2 separate regions of the Mus musculus genome follow, and region 1 is linked to region 2. A link is a contact called in public HiChIP or PLAC-seq data. All regions are on one chromosome and are shown on one strand. The core of a region is the stretch at or near the end of the contact, and the rest is flanking DNA. Distances in the headings are between cores, read along the strand shown. Region 1 overlaps Lrrc20 (leucine rich repeat containing 20). Region 2 has its middle 11 kb from the start of Pald1.

Region 1 (6,922 bases), core at 946-3,445, 180 kb before region 2:
GGAGGACTCCACAGAAGTGGGCATCCCTGAGTTCTGTCATACATGCTGACAGTTCTATTACTCCCACGTCCTCTGCCATCTCTGAAGTTTACTAATTAAACCCTAACCCTTGGAAGGAATTCTCTTATGCAATTATCTCCAACCCCGGGGTGTTTGCCGACGGCCTCCGTACTCCAGTTCATACTTGGAAGCATCCTGACTGGGGAGGGACCAAGCCTCTTCCAGGACCAACCCCACTCCCATCCCCTACCCCATCTGCTTCAGGAAATCTGACTCCTGTAGTTTAGCAACCATCTCTGCCTTCCCTAGGGGACAGCTTTGAGCAGAAATGGCCTCCTCTTGCCATGGCAACTGAGGGTGTCAGGCCAAGGCAACTTACAGCTTACCCCACAAAAGAGGAGGGATTATTTTGTTTCTCCACTCAGACCCAGTTCTGAACACACACACACACACACACACACACACACACACACACACACACACACACACACTCCAGGCCGGCCCAGCACGGAGTGGGTCCACGAGAGTCTATTACCCCTCCCTTCTCCTGTGGCCAACGTTCCTGACAGTATCGATCTCGGTCATCTAGGATTTCCCTGCAACATCAGCATGGTAAATCTTTCCCTTTCAAAGCTGGCCCGGGATCACTGCCCTTTAACTGTTGGCTCACCTGCACCATGTAGACCTTAAAAAAAAAATCATCACATTTATTTAGTGCTCGCACACGCACGCATACACACACACACACACACACACACACACACACACACACACTGTAGCACCTGTGAAGGTCAGAGAACAACTTGCCAGAGTCAGCTTTTATGTTCACCATGTGGGCCCCAGGGATCAGACTCAGGCCATCAGGGTTGGTGGCAAGTGACTTTACCCACTGAATTGTCTCTCCCACCACAGACAGTCCTTTTTTTTTTTTAAAAAGATTTATTTATTTATTATATGTAAGTACACTGCAGCTGTCTTCAGACACTCCAGAAGAGGGAGTCAGATCTCATTACAGATGGTTGTGAGCCACCATGTGGTTGCTGGGATTTGAACTCCGGACCTTTGGAAGAGCAGTCGGGTGCTCTTACCCACTGAGCCATCTCACCAGCCCAACAGTCCTTTTGAAAGGAGGGACAACCTTTTAAAAGTTGTACCTCAAGTCCCTGGCGGGTATGTCTTTTCCTTGTTAAGAACGAGGCTCATGGACCCTGTTTCAGTTTGCCTCTCACCGCTGGATCTGCTAAAGAACTGAGAGATGACTCAGCGTTAGAGTGCTTGATGCTCTTGCTGAGGGCTGGAATCTGGTTCCTAGCACCCACCCCAGGGGGTTCATAACCACCTGTAATTCCAGCTCGAGGGGGACCCAAGGCCCTCTTCTGACCTCTGCAGGAAGACCTCCCCATAAACACACAACTAAAAATAAAATAAATCTTAGGGCTGCAGATGGCTCAGCAGTTAAGAGCACTGGCTGCTCTTTAGAGGACCCGTGTTTGATCCTCAGCATCCGCACAGCAGCCCACAAGCATCTATAACTCCAGTCCCAGGGGATCACACGGTCTCTTCTGGCCCCGGGGTTGGGGGGCACCTAGCACGAATGTGGAACACTCATACATGCAGACAAAACACTTTTCTAAAGCTAAAAGGAAAAAAAAAAAAAAAAAGAACAGAGGCCAAGTTGATTCTCAGACCACAGGAAGCAAGTAACAGTTTAGACTCTTTCAAATGTCATCCAGTCTCCATGCAGGATAAATGGGCTCGATCTAGCTCTTGGCCTGATGATTTAAAGTAAACCAAAACCAATGATAACTAAACACTAGCCACAGCAAAAGGTTTCAGAGCGTGGTTGCATAGACAGACAGGTCTTCATTTATAGAATTCTGTTACAGATTTGAGTCCATATTCCTTATTAATGAGTACAAGTGAGACATTTACATTTGAATAAAGGAAGAATTGGGGTAGGGACAAAAGGCATGCATATAATTAAGGGATCCTGGTGAAGTTTATCTCACTCTAGTCCTTCAGTGGGGTCTCAGGAATGAATTATTCAACTGTCAACTGCAACCATCACTGATGGGGGGGGGGGTGCGGATGACACCCATACGGTTCTGGCAAGATGACGGGCTCCCAGTTGAGGATGCCTACATGTTGAGGGGAGGGGCACGGGGGATCGTCTGTCCTGCCAGCCTTTGCTGCTCCTGGAATCCAAGGTAGGAGAGTGACTCATCTCTGTGTTGTCAGCCTCAAAAAGCTTTCGAGTGAGTGTGTGTGTGTGCCTGTGCGCTGGAATCTGGCGAGCGTTCCTAAGTGATTAACAAGCCTGTCAGACAGGAGTAAAAGTCAAGGAGACCGACACAGATAAAGGCAGAGATGGCAGGCTTTTGTCCTGCTTTGAGTGACCTGTAAGTCCAAGCGAGAAGTCAATCCTTTTAGCTAAAGCTGCTTCTAAGTGCCTGTCACACAGGAGCGTGGCAGCTTCTCTTAGAGGGCCCAGCAGAAAGATACTTCTAGAAACTGATGGCTGACGCCCTGTTCTAAAAGGTTCTTCACAATCATCCTGTCTTAGTTAGGGCTCTATTGCTGTGACAAGTCACCATGACCAAGGCACCTCTAACAAGGGGAAACATTTAATTGGAGCTGGCTTCCCATCTTAGAGGTTTAGTCCATTATCACGCTAGGAAGTATGGCAACGTCCAGGCAGACACGGTGCTGGAGAAGGAGCTGAGAGTTCTCCGTCTTGATCCACAGGAACAGGAAGAGACACCGGGACTAGCTTGAGCATCTGAGACCTCAACATCTGTCCCCCAGCAACACGCTTCCTCCACCATGGCTCCTGGAGGCCATTTCCATTCAAACTACCACAGATCCACTTCACAGATAAAGAAACTGAGCCCCAGATTCTTGATGACCAAGGTCGTCAAGGCAGGGTATCAAACAGGAAGGACAAACCCTGATCCTAACATCCACCTGAGGGGACAGAGCCAAATGGAGACACTAATCAACTTTCTCTACTCCTGAAGACAATCATGCTGGGCAGATTGCTCGGGCATTGTAACCTGGGCTGTCACAGCGCTCCCACCTCAGAGACGGTGCTCAGATCTGCTAAACCATCCTACCTTTCTTCCTGACACTGGAGACCAAAGCTCTTGCTTCAGTTCTCTAGTGGGGACTGAACTGGGGTATTGCTAAGGGCCTATCTCCATGGTGGACTTCATTTCTTCTCTGTCTCTCTCTGCCTGGGACTCGAGGGGTCTGCACAGTGGCTGGTGTCCCTGGAGAGGGTCTCCCTGCCACAGCTTGCTGGGTGCTGCAGCCCAGCCTTGGAGGACAGCTAGGGACTCCAGGCCCAGCGAGACGCTGGCTACTTTGGTCCCTGCTTCTTCCATACCTACCTGTATGCCTAAGCCTTTCTTTGAATCCTCTTGAAGCACAGAGCGGCTGGCTCGCTATCCAGCTAGAGTGACAAGCAGCTCTGAGGTAGGAGCTGTGGAGCTGCAGACCGTGTCAACGCTGGCACAATTGACAAACCGGAGCAGTTTCACTACAGGTGCCAAGCCCGAGATGCCAGTCAGGAGCTCTGGGATGAAGCTTAAGAAAGATCATTTATACTCCCCACATCTGAACGAGAGGCCGAGGCGGTGAGAGAATGGAGAATGGTCTGTGCCTCAGGATGAGAACGCCAAGTGTGTCTGTGTCAAATGCGGTTCCCTGGGCCAGAGCATGTCACTCTATCACTAATCATGGAAAAGGCCTTGTCACTCTGGCCTGCACTTCCTCTCAGAGCTGGGGACCTCCTTGCATCCTGCTGCTCCTCTGATTCTAGCTCAAAGGCCACCTCTGGCCATGTTCCTTGGTGCCCCCTCCAAACTCTTATATAACATTTTGTTGCTGTTTTAAAGGTTTTTTTTTTTTTAAAGTGTGCACATGCGTACCCTTGTCTAAAAGATGGAATCAGATCCCCTGGAGCTGGGATTACTGGCAATTAGGAGCCATATATAGATGCTGAGACCCAAACTCAGATCTCCTGGAAAGGCTGCAAGCATTCTTAACCACTGAACCATCTTTCCAGCTTCTTGTTTTCATTCTGCAGCAAGCTCTCAGGTAGCTTAGACTGGCCCCAAACTCATGATGTAACCAGGGCTGACCTGATTCCTAATCATCGCCTTGCTGTTACCTTCCAAGTGCTGGGATTACAGGCATGTACCACTGTACCCTGCTTCTTTTTACTATAATAATAATAATAATAATAGCTGTTATTATTATTTGTGTGTGTATATTAATGTTTTGTATACATGTGTATTTGTGCACTATGTATGTACCTGGTGCCTGCAGAGACCAGACAATAGTATCAGATACCCTGGAATCAGATGGTTGGTAGCCATCATGCTGGTACTGGGAATCGAACCTGGGTCCTCTGCAAAAGCAGACAGTGCCCTTAACCTCTGAGCCGTCTCTCCAGATTCTCCTTTTACGTTTTGCATTCTGGAGCAGCTTCTGTCTCCTTCAGCTGTAGGATGTATGAGATGAAGTTCTAGAATCCTCTCATGAAGCCAAAGCAAAACTCTCCAAGAATTCGGGTGTGGTGGGCCACCTGAATATGCTGAATAACCCCAGCAGTTGTGGGGCTCTGGTGGAGGGTAGGGATGTAGTTCAGCTGACAGAGTACCCGCCTGGCACGCAGGAAAACACTCAGGTTATCCCCAGCACTGCATAACCAGCTCAGGGGTGGTGGTACACATCTGTAACTTTATCATTTGGGAGGTAGAGGCAGGAGGATCACAAGTTTAAGGTCATCCTCGGTAAGGCCACATCTGTCACAAAAGAAGGGACTGTCTGAGGCAGGAGGACTAGGAGTTCGAGGCCCGTCTGGGATACATACTGAACAAAAACCTGACAGATTCATTTAAATTTCTCTTGGTCTACTCCTGTATGGAAGGGGTTGCAAAGCCTTGTGTCCTAGGTGGGGGCTTTAGCCAAAGACTTGCCAAACCTTGCTGAGAAAGACTGCAATCAGGATAAATGCCCTGCCCTCCCGGATGCTCCTTCCTGGGCTCTATCGATGGGAGGCTGGGTAATCAATCCTGGCAGCGTCCAAGTAGGCAGAGTTTACAGACATCACTGCCCTGAAGCCAGCTTGACTTGCTCTTGCTGGTCATTAGCACTATTGACCAGTTGTGTGAATCCAGAGGGACCGGCTGAGAGGCAAAGTAATGTTCTGAGTAATGTTCTTCATCCGTGTGACCCGATGGCCCAAAAGGATGCTGAAAGGAGGAGGGAGAGGAGGAGGGAGAGGAAGAAGAGGAAGGAGAGGAGGAGGGGGGAGGAGGAGAAGGAGGGAGAGGAGGAGGAAGAAGAGGAAGAGGAGGAGGAAGGGGAGGAGGAGGAAGAAGGGGAAGAGAAGGGGGAGGAAGAAGAGGAGGAGGAGGAGGAGGAGACTAGGAGACTGGGTGCAGGTAAGTGTAGAGGGGTGGTGAGTTTCCAGCACGGAGTTAATTAGCCGAGGTTAATGTATCTGGAATGACTTTAGATTCTTGGGAATCCAGGCTGGCTGGAAGCAGGGCCTGGCTTCCTATCTAAGCCTCGTAGCAACTCTTGGTGCCTAGAAACTAAACCAAGTAAGATGAAGGATGCTATGTAGAGCACAGCTTCGCATCCCACTCAAAATGCCACAGACAGGCACATAAAATCAGGTGACCCAGCTGGGATGGCAGGGGGAGGCATGGGGAGGGTATGGTGCTCACAACGGGGCTACATCTGGGACACACTCAATTCCTCAGACTATGCTAGTGGCTGGCTGGAAGACAGGTGGGGGAGCCACCAGGACTCTCCCATCTCCCCAACACCAATAGAAAGGCAGGAAGCCAGCCCCCTGCCTTCATGGAGAAGAAGCACAAAGCTGGTTTCAGACAATCCCTCATGTTGGGTTCCAGCCTTTGGCGAGGCTATGTATGATGGGAAGTCCTAAACACACTACTGAAGAGATGGGGCCTGAGATCCAGACCCCAGTCTCGAAATCAGTGTCATACAAGGCTACATAGTAAATATGGCCAATACAGGCTTTACCAGCTGGCCTTCAAAACAAGATCGTCTTGCTTCCACCTTCCCCCGGGAGATGTGTACCACCAGGCCTGTGGTTTGTACATCTTCATACATATGGCATATGCAAGTAGAGGCCAGAGGTCAACATCAGATGTCTTGTTCTATGGTTCTTTCTCACTGAACCTGGAAGGTCACCCTTTAGCTAGCCAGGCTGGCCAGTGAGCCTCAGGGTGCCCGGCTCTGTTTTCTTAGACCTCAGATCATAGACATGCAACACCATCTGTCGCCTAACGTTGGCAGTAGTCAACTTGACACACCTGGAAAGGAGGAACCTCTCACTTGAGGACTTGCCTCCATTAGACTGGCCAGTGGGCATGTCTGTGGAGCATCTTCTTGATAGATATGGTACCAGCCCACCATGGGAGGTACTATTCCTTAGGCAGGAGAGTCTAGGCTGTTTTTGCCTTGGTTCTGGCTTCAGGCTCCTCCCTTGAACCCTGCCTTGGCTTGCCTTTGTGATGGATATAACCTGTAAACTAAAACAAACCTTTTTCTTGCCAGGTTGCATTTGCATGGTGTTTTATCACAGAAAGCAAACCATTCCTGGCTTTTTTTTTTTTTTTTTTAATGGGTGCTGGGGAATCTTAACTCAAGTTCTTATGCTTGCAAGAAAAGCACTTTTCTGACTCAGCCGGTCCCCCAACCCCTGTGTGTACTTAGGGTCCCAGATAGCTCATGACTGCCTCAGGTTTACTAGGTAGCTGAGGATGACCTTAAACTCCCTAACACTCCTATCTCTCAAGGGCTGGGATTACAGAATATACTGCATGCCCACAGTGCCTGGGTTTTAACCTCTCTGAGATGCCTGGTGCCTCACTGCCTGCTG
Region 2 (7,780 bases), core at 2,540-5,039:
AGGTCTAGGCTGTGCTGGAACCCTGCTGGGCTCTCACAGGACTTCATTTCCTGCTAAGGGCAGCTCCAGGGCCTGGGTACCAGTTTCAAGGCCACACAGTTCTCTGAAGCCTCCTGGTCTGGCCTCCTGAGGTAGCTCTGAGATGAAAGGTTCCTGGCTTTCACGGACCTGCCCCTGGCCCAGGGTTGCTATGGGGGTGGCTTGAAGACCACAGTGGAGGGAGGATTTTTAGAATCACTCTGCTTTCCCACGCTGTGTGGGGTCTCCACCTCCTCTGGTCGGCCTGACTCAGAGCCAGCTGTCAGGACTCCTGGGGCTTCTTCCTGGGGAGGCCTACTTTTGTTTTTTTGGGGTTTTTTTGACAATTATTTTCTCCCACTTTGTGGGTTGTCTTGCTTGTTTGTTTGTTTCCAATTGTGGTAAAAGACGTGGTGTATGGGACAGGGCTGGTGGTGTAGCTCACTGACAGGAAGGATGCTTTCTTGCTATTCGGTTTTAATTGTATTTGTGCGTGTGTGTTCACATGCACATGTGGAGGAGACTAGAGGACACTTGGTGGCAGTTGGCTTTGTTCCCCTACCATAGGTTCCTGAGATGGCACTCAGGCCATCAGGCAGCAGCCACTTTGACCTTCTGAGCCAGCGGTCCTCAACCTTCCGAGTGCTGCAACCCTTCAACAGATCCTCATGTTGTGGTGACACTCCCCCCTCCCCCAACCATAAAATCATTTTTGCTGCTACTTCATAACTGTGGGTATATTATGGGTAGTAATGTGGCTACTTTTAGGAATCAAAATGTAAAATTTTCTATGTGGGATATCTGCTATGGGACACCTGTGAAAGGGTTGGCAAACTCCCTGAAATGAGTTGGAACCCACTAGCGGACAGCTAACTGTTACCGAGCCATTTTGCTGTCCCTAGAGTACATGCTATGAATGAACCAAGTCCTCCTCCTCCTCCTCCTCCTCCTCCTCCTCCTTCTTCTTCTTCTTTCTTTGTGTAGCCCTGGCTGTCCTGGAACTCACTCTGTAGACCAGGCTAGCCTCAAACTCAGAAATCCGCCTGCCTCTGCCTCCTGAGTGCTGGGATTAAAGGCATGCGCCACCACTGCCTGGCTTTGAAGTCAAATTCTTTTTTTTTTTTTTTTAAAGATTTATTTATTGGTTATATGTAAGTACACTGTAGCTGTCTTCAGACACTCCAGAAGAGGGAGTCAGATCTCGTTACGGATGGTTGTGAGCCACCATGTGGTTGCTGGGATTTGAACTCCAGACCTTCGGAAGAACAGTTGGGTGCTCTTACCCACTGAGCCATCTCACCAGCCCCATGAAGTCAAATTCTTAGCAGCTCATAACAGCTTGTAATTCCAGTCCCTTCCAGCCTTTGTGGACACCAGGTACACACACACATGATATACAGGTAGAACACCCATAAATTTGTTTGTTTGTTTTTGTTTTTCGAGACAGGGTTTCTCTGTGTAGTCCTGGCTGTCCTGGAACTCACTCTGTAGACCAGGCTGGCCTCGAACTCAGAAATCCACCTGCCTCTGCCTCCTGAGTGCTGGGATTAAAGGCATGTGCCACCATTGCCTGGCCCATAAATATTTTTTTAAAAGATCTCAGAAAACTAGAGAGTCAGAGTTCGGGGAAGCCTGTCATGTGAGGAAAATAGTGTAAGCAAGTACACACTACACACACACACACACACTCACACACACACACTAAAAACGAATGGGATCAGGCCACGCACACTTGCACTCGCACATGCACACGTGTGCACATGCACACGCGAGCATACACAAAACACACATGGGCGCGCACACACATATACATTCACACATGCACACATAACACACAGGCATACACACATGCACTAAAAATGAATGGGATCAGGCCACACACACACACACACACACACACACACACACTCGCACACTACTACGAATGGGATCAGGCCAGGCACTGTGACATGAGCTTTCAGTTGTCTGAGTCGGTGGCTGTCTGTGACTCTGAGGCCAGCCTGGTCTACATAGTGAGTTTCAGGCCATGTAGTGAGAACCTTGTGTGTGGGGTGAGGGTGACAGTTGGAGAAAGAATTAAACTAAAATAAAAAAACCAAACAAATAAATAAAAGGAAAAATTTGAAGCAATGAATTATAATAATACATAAGCTTAGCTCTGTAAGTATTTGTTGGCTTGTTTTTGACACAGAGTCTTAATATGTAGCCTAGAACTTCACAATCCTCCTGCCTCAGTTTTCTATGTGCTGGGATTGTAGGTGAGTGCTAGTAAGCTCACACACATTCACACTCACACACACTTACACACACACACACACACACACACACACACACACACACACACTCATTTTTAGATAGGACTCACCCTGGAGACTTGGTTGTCCTGTAGATTAGGCTGGCTTCCAACTCACAGAGATCTGCCCACCTCTGCCTCTCAAGTGCTGGGATTAAAGGTGTGTGCCACCATTCCAAGATATATAATGAGAGGTTTCACATTAGCCCAGGCCAGCTTCAAACTTCCTATGTAGCTGAGGCTAACCTTGAACTTCTGAACCTCTGACCTCTACCTCTCAATATGCTTGTTTTTATTCTGCTTGGGGACTGAACCCAGGCCGTAGGTCAACACTCTACCAACTGGGCTACATCTATATCCCCAACCACTGATTAAATATCTGTTGTTGGAACAAGGTCTCCGGTAACCCAGGCTGGCCTTGAACTTACTATGTAGTTGCTGATGGAATCATAGGTGTGTACTTCTGCCTTTGCCTTCCAGTGCATCCTTTTTTAAAAAAAAATTGTTTTTATTTTTTTGTTTTATGTGTATGGGTATTTTACCCGTTTGTATATTTGGGGGCAATTCTCTGTGTGTCTGGTCTCCTCGAACCCTAGAAGAAGCACTGAGTTCCGAGAGCGGAGTTACAGACATTTGTGAGCTGACGTGTTGTTGGCTGGAAGTGAACCCAGATCCTGAAGTCAGCAATGCTGTTGAATATCCCTCTCCCCACCCCCCCCAACCCCCCACCCCCACCCCCCCACTCCCCTCCCATGTCCTTCCAGTGTTTTAAACTGATTCATGGACCTTTGCTTGCTCCGGCCCCGCTCCAGCTCCATCCAACCCATAGATTTATTATTATATGTAAGTACACTGTAGCTGTCTTCAGACACTCCAGAAGAAGGAGTCAGATCTAGTTACAGATGGTTGTGACCCAGCATGTGGTTGCTGGGATTTGAACTCAGGACCCTTAGAAGAGCAGTCAGTGCCCTTAAGCACTGAGCCATCTCGCCAGCCCCTCACTTAACATTTGCATGCTCCCAAGGCCCCAGAGCAGGAAGCTCTCTGAGCTGCTGAGTTTCTATCTCTCCCTTCTGGCTCTGACTACCACCCTCTCCTGCCTGTCCTGTCCCCACCCCCAACTTCCAGCTTGCTGCAACCCCATGCTGTTCCCTCATCAAAGCAGAAGTCAGGCGGTAGCAGGTGACAGGCTGGGAGGCAGGCTGGGGGCTCAGGATCCGACCACAGTTTCTTAATGGGAAGTGCCAGGTAGGTGCAAAGTTAGAGCCGCCCGGGAGGGAGTCAGCTACCCCGTGTGTGGGAGGTGCTGGGTGGGGAGACAAAGACTCCTTTCTTGACCATCTTGGGAAAAAAATCCCACAGGGGAAATAGGGAAAGTGCTCAGAACTCTCCTGTTCCCAGGGTTCCCACAGCTCTTGAGAGCGGGAGAGTTTCGCTAGGGAGTCTGGGAGCCAGTTACAGGATGGCATTTCTCAAATATTTGAAAACTAGGCTTCTGACTCACCACTGGCGGTGAGTGGTGTGTGTGTGTGTGTGTGTGTGTGTGTGTGTGTGTGTTTGGTATGGTGCATGTGGTATGTGAGTGGTGTAGTGTGTGTATATATATGTGTGATATGGTGTGTGTGTATGAGGTGAGGGACGTCTGTGTGTGTGTGTGTGTGTGTGTGTGAGATATGGTGTGTGTTTGTGTGTATGTGCTCGCGCGCATGCACACGCAAGAGAGAGAGAGGGAGAGAGAGAGAGAGAGAGAGAGAGAGAGAGAGAGAGAGAGAGAGCACTCACCAACTGGACCATCACATTTGGTCACATTCACTGAGAGGAAGAATAAGTGAAGACCAGCCTGGCACTTTCAGACTTTCAGTCTAGCAGCAAAAATGGCTGCTTTAACAGACTTGGGGATGCCGGGAAAATTCCTCAATGGCACGTTATCACAATTTGTGCATTTGTATAATGAAGACAGTAGCAGAGTTAGCCTTAGGACTGAAATGGCCACTCTGAAGTCTCTCAACCAGGGAAGGAAGGAGAGGAATCTTAAGGAGGGGAGGGGCCTCCGGAGTTAAGGGAGGTCTAGCCCTGCCCATTCTAACAATACCTCTAAGTCACCTGAAGTTTGTCACCTGCCACCAAATAGACACCTGTCCCTCCCCTCTTCATAGGTGGAGCTGAGGAGAACATAAGGCAAAGGTGATTGTGCCCATTACACAGACCGGGAGACTGAGGCCAGAAGGTTCCTTGATATGCCCATCTGTGGCAAGTCTGAATGAAAATGGTCCCCACAGAATCATAAAGAACAGCACTGTTGGGGGACCTTGTTGAAGGAAGTGTGTCACTGGGGGTGGGCTTTGGGATTTCAGATGCTCAAGCCACGCCCAGTGTGACTCTCTTCCTGTTGTCTACTGATCAGGATGTAGAACTCTCACCTACCTCTCCAGCACCATGTCTGCTGGCACGCCACTATGTGTCCTGCCATGCATGACGACAGTGGACTAAATCTCTGAACTCTAAGCCAGCCCCAATGAAATGCTTTCCTTTATTAGAGTTGCCACAGTCACGGTGTCTCTTAGGAGGGATGGAAACTAAAACACCAGCCTATTCCCAGGGAGGCAGGAATTGGACTGGGACTTGGGTTTTCAGAAGGTTGATCATGGCTCTTGGTTCTTTGGAGCTTGGCCCTATTTTCCCTTCAGTGAGAGAGGGCTGACTGATTGACTGAAAGGAAGGCAGGGGTGGGCTGGAGAGGGCTCAGTGGTTAAGAGCGCTGACTACTCTTTTAGAGGACCTGGGTTCAGTCCCCAATACTCACATGACAGCTAACAACTTTCTGTAGCTCCAGTTGTGGAAGATCTGGCACCTTCAAAGATGCCTGCAGGCAAAACACCAATGTGAATAAAATAGAAATAAATAAATCTTTAAAAAGAAGAAAGACACGGGGCATGGTGGCACATACCTTTAATCCCAGCACTTGGGAGGCAGAGGCAGGCAGATTTCTGAGTTCGAGGCCAGCCTGGTCTACAGAGTGAGTTCCAGGACAGCCAGGGCTACACAGAGAAACCCTGTCTCGAAAAACCAAAAAAGAAGAAGAAGAAGAAGAAGAAGAAGAAGAAGGAGGAGGAGGAGGAGGAGGAGGAGGAGGAGGAGGAGGAGGAGGAGGAGGAGGAGGAGGAGGAGGAGGAGAAAGGCAGGGATGGGCTTCCTTCTGCTAGATCCCAAGCATAGAGCTTCCTCCCCTAACTGTGAGGGGCCCCTTCACAGGGTCCTGTCAGAGGGGCAGAGGAGCAGGCAGAAGCCACATTTTTCTCACATTCCTTCATGGGGACTCTATGAGGCAGGACTTCCGTTCTCTTTCCAGAGTAGAGTAGGAAACTGGGGTTCCAGGAAGCGAACAAGCCTATGACAGGGTATCTGGGCTTGTTTCCCAGCTCCTGCTGGAGGTGAGGAGAGGAGAGGTGTGAGCCTCGGCCCTGAGAAGCCCTCTGACCTGGGCCGGGGCAACCTTAGGTTCAGAGGGGCTGGCATCACCTCCATTCCTGCCAATGATTCAGACTAACACATCACGGGTGGGAGTGGGGCTTGGGGGCGTGTAACCAAGTTGCATTAGCTGGATATAGTCAGGAGAGGGCTCAGGGTTTTTTGGCCCAGTGGTTTCTAGTCAAACTAGACCCCACCCATCCTGGAAAGGTGTCCAGGGCTTCTGCTAGTGTTTGCTGCAGGGGAAGAACTGTCTGTCACTGTGCCTGTTTGCTCCTTCCTGCAGGATTGAGAGTGACTGTGGAGGTCTGCTTTGCGGAGGGCTCCAGACAGCTCTCTACCAGAGCCCTGATTCCAGCGAATGGGAATGTCAGGGGCTGCAGTCTAGCTGAGGATGTTTGGGGGGCAGGGATAAACAGATCTGGAAGTTGTCCATGACTCTGCTAGGTGCAAGCTGGCAAGGTGGTAGGAAGCATCCGTCTCTTCTAAGGAGCAGAGCTTCCAGCCACTGGACTGAAGACATTGATTGGCCTGGGCAAATCAGGTATACTGGGGGCACACCAGCATTTGGGAGGTGGAGGCAGAGGGTAAGCTTGGGCTACATGAGACTCTCTCAGGGAGAGAGAGAGAGAGAGAGAGAGACAGAGACACAGAGAGACAGACAGAGACAGACAGAGACAGAGAGAGATAGAGACAGAGACACAGAGACACTGAGAGATTGAGAGATTTCTGATAATGACTTGCTCAAAACAGTCAAGAAGGAAGGAGACAGGCAGAACCAAGCCTACGTTGTTGGCTGCGATGGAAGTACACTCATTTAATCTTAGCACTACAGAAGCAGAGGCAGGAGGAGTTCAGTGAGTTTGAGGACAGCCTGGTCTGCAGAGTGAGTTTCAGGACAGCCAGGAGAACACTGAGAAATCCCTGTCTCTAACCACTGCTTAGAGGGAGGAGGAGGAAGGGAGGAGGAGGAGGAGGAGGGGGAGGAGAAGGGGGAGGAGGAGGAAGAAGAGGAAGAGGAGGAAGAGGAGGAGGAGGAAGGTGCTCTAACCAGCAAGGCATTGCTCCAGCTCCAGGAGGGGAAAGCTTGCAAGCCATCGTATCTGGACAATGGGCTGTAGACTTAATGTTGCTTTGGATGTGTGCCGATAAAGAAATGGTCAACATTTAAAATGACTCAGTAATTAGAATTTAGCATAAATACATGAGGTAAAAATAGTCCATCTACACAAAAAGATGCTAGAAGGCAACCCTGTTCCCTGCCCCTGAATGCAGCCTCCTGCTAAGGCTAAACTCTCATGACACCCACTTCCAGAGCTTTCGAAAGGCTGACCTTGGCGCACGCCTTTAACCCCAGCACTCAGGAGGCAGAGGCAGGTGCATCTCTATGAATTCAAGGCTAACCTGGTCAAAAAATTGAGTTCAAGGACAGCCAGGGCTGTTATAGAGAGAAACCTTGTCTTGAAAAACCAAATCAATTACTCAATTAGTTAAAAATTTAAAAAAAGTAAAATAAAAATTATGGAACTGGGTTTGGTGGTATATGACTCTAGTTCTAGTATTTGGAAGGCTAAGGCTGAGAGATAATTGTAATGCAGGACTTTAAGACCAGGATGGACAACAAGGTGAGACACTGATTTAAGTTAAAAATTGTGTATATATATATGTATGTATTATACCCCCCCACACGTGTGTGTGTGTGTGTGTGTGTGTGTGTATATATATATATATATATATATATATATATATATATATATATATATATAGTTGTATGTGTTTTATTTGTGTGAGGCTACTGTAGGGCAGGGATTGAGCCTAAAACCTAGGGTGTTGCACATACTGAGTGAATGTCCAGCGTGTGTGTGGTGTGTGTGTGTGTGTGTGTGGTGTTCTGGGGAGTGTGGTTCAGTGGTAGAGTACTAGTCTATGGTGCATGAGACCCTGGATTCCATCCCAGCCCTGCAGAGAACAAAAGCAACATCTGTATACAAGTGTTGTCTG

What was found. HiChIP or PLAC-seq counts read pairs in DNA pulled down with a chosen protein or histone mark.
Region 1: a contact with region 2 is called in a FOXA1 HiChIP or PLAC-seq map of pancreatic cancer cells. The contact joins two enhancer-like sites. A contact is called at or near these places in 1 of 115 datasets of contacts at active chromatin or transcription factors (pancreatic cancer cells) and 1 of 9 other capture datasets (pancreatic islet).

The regions. Positions count from the first base shown.
Region 1 is chr10:61,565,649-61,572,570 of GRCm38.p6, reverse strand. The region is part of intron 4 of Lrrc20 (leucine rich repeat containing 20); the gene reads right to left. Among named protein-coding and RNA genes, the nearest start is that of Npffr1, 26 kb to the left of the region's middle. Within about 2 kb of position 2,195, at least 38 of the 459 cell types and tissues checked have an H3K27ac peak or open chromatin away from gene starts, as enhancers often do. A contact at or near this core is called in pancreatic cancer cells, where this site is marked.
Region 2 is chr10:61,390,615-61,398,394 of GRCm38.p6, reverse strand. No RefSeq gene overlaps it. Among named protein-coding and RNA genes, the nearest start is that of Pald1, 11 kb to the right of the region's middle. Within about 2 kb of position 3,789, at least 38 of the 459 cell types and tissues checked have an H3K27ac peak or open chromatin away from gene starts, as enhancers often do. A contact at or near this core is called in pancreatic cancer cells, where this site is marked.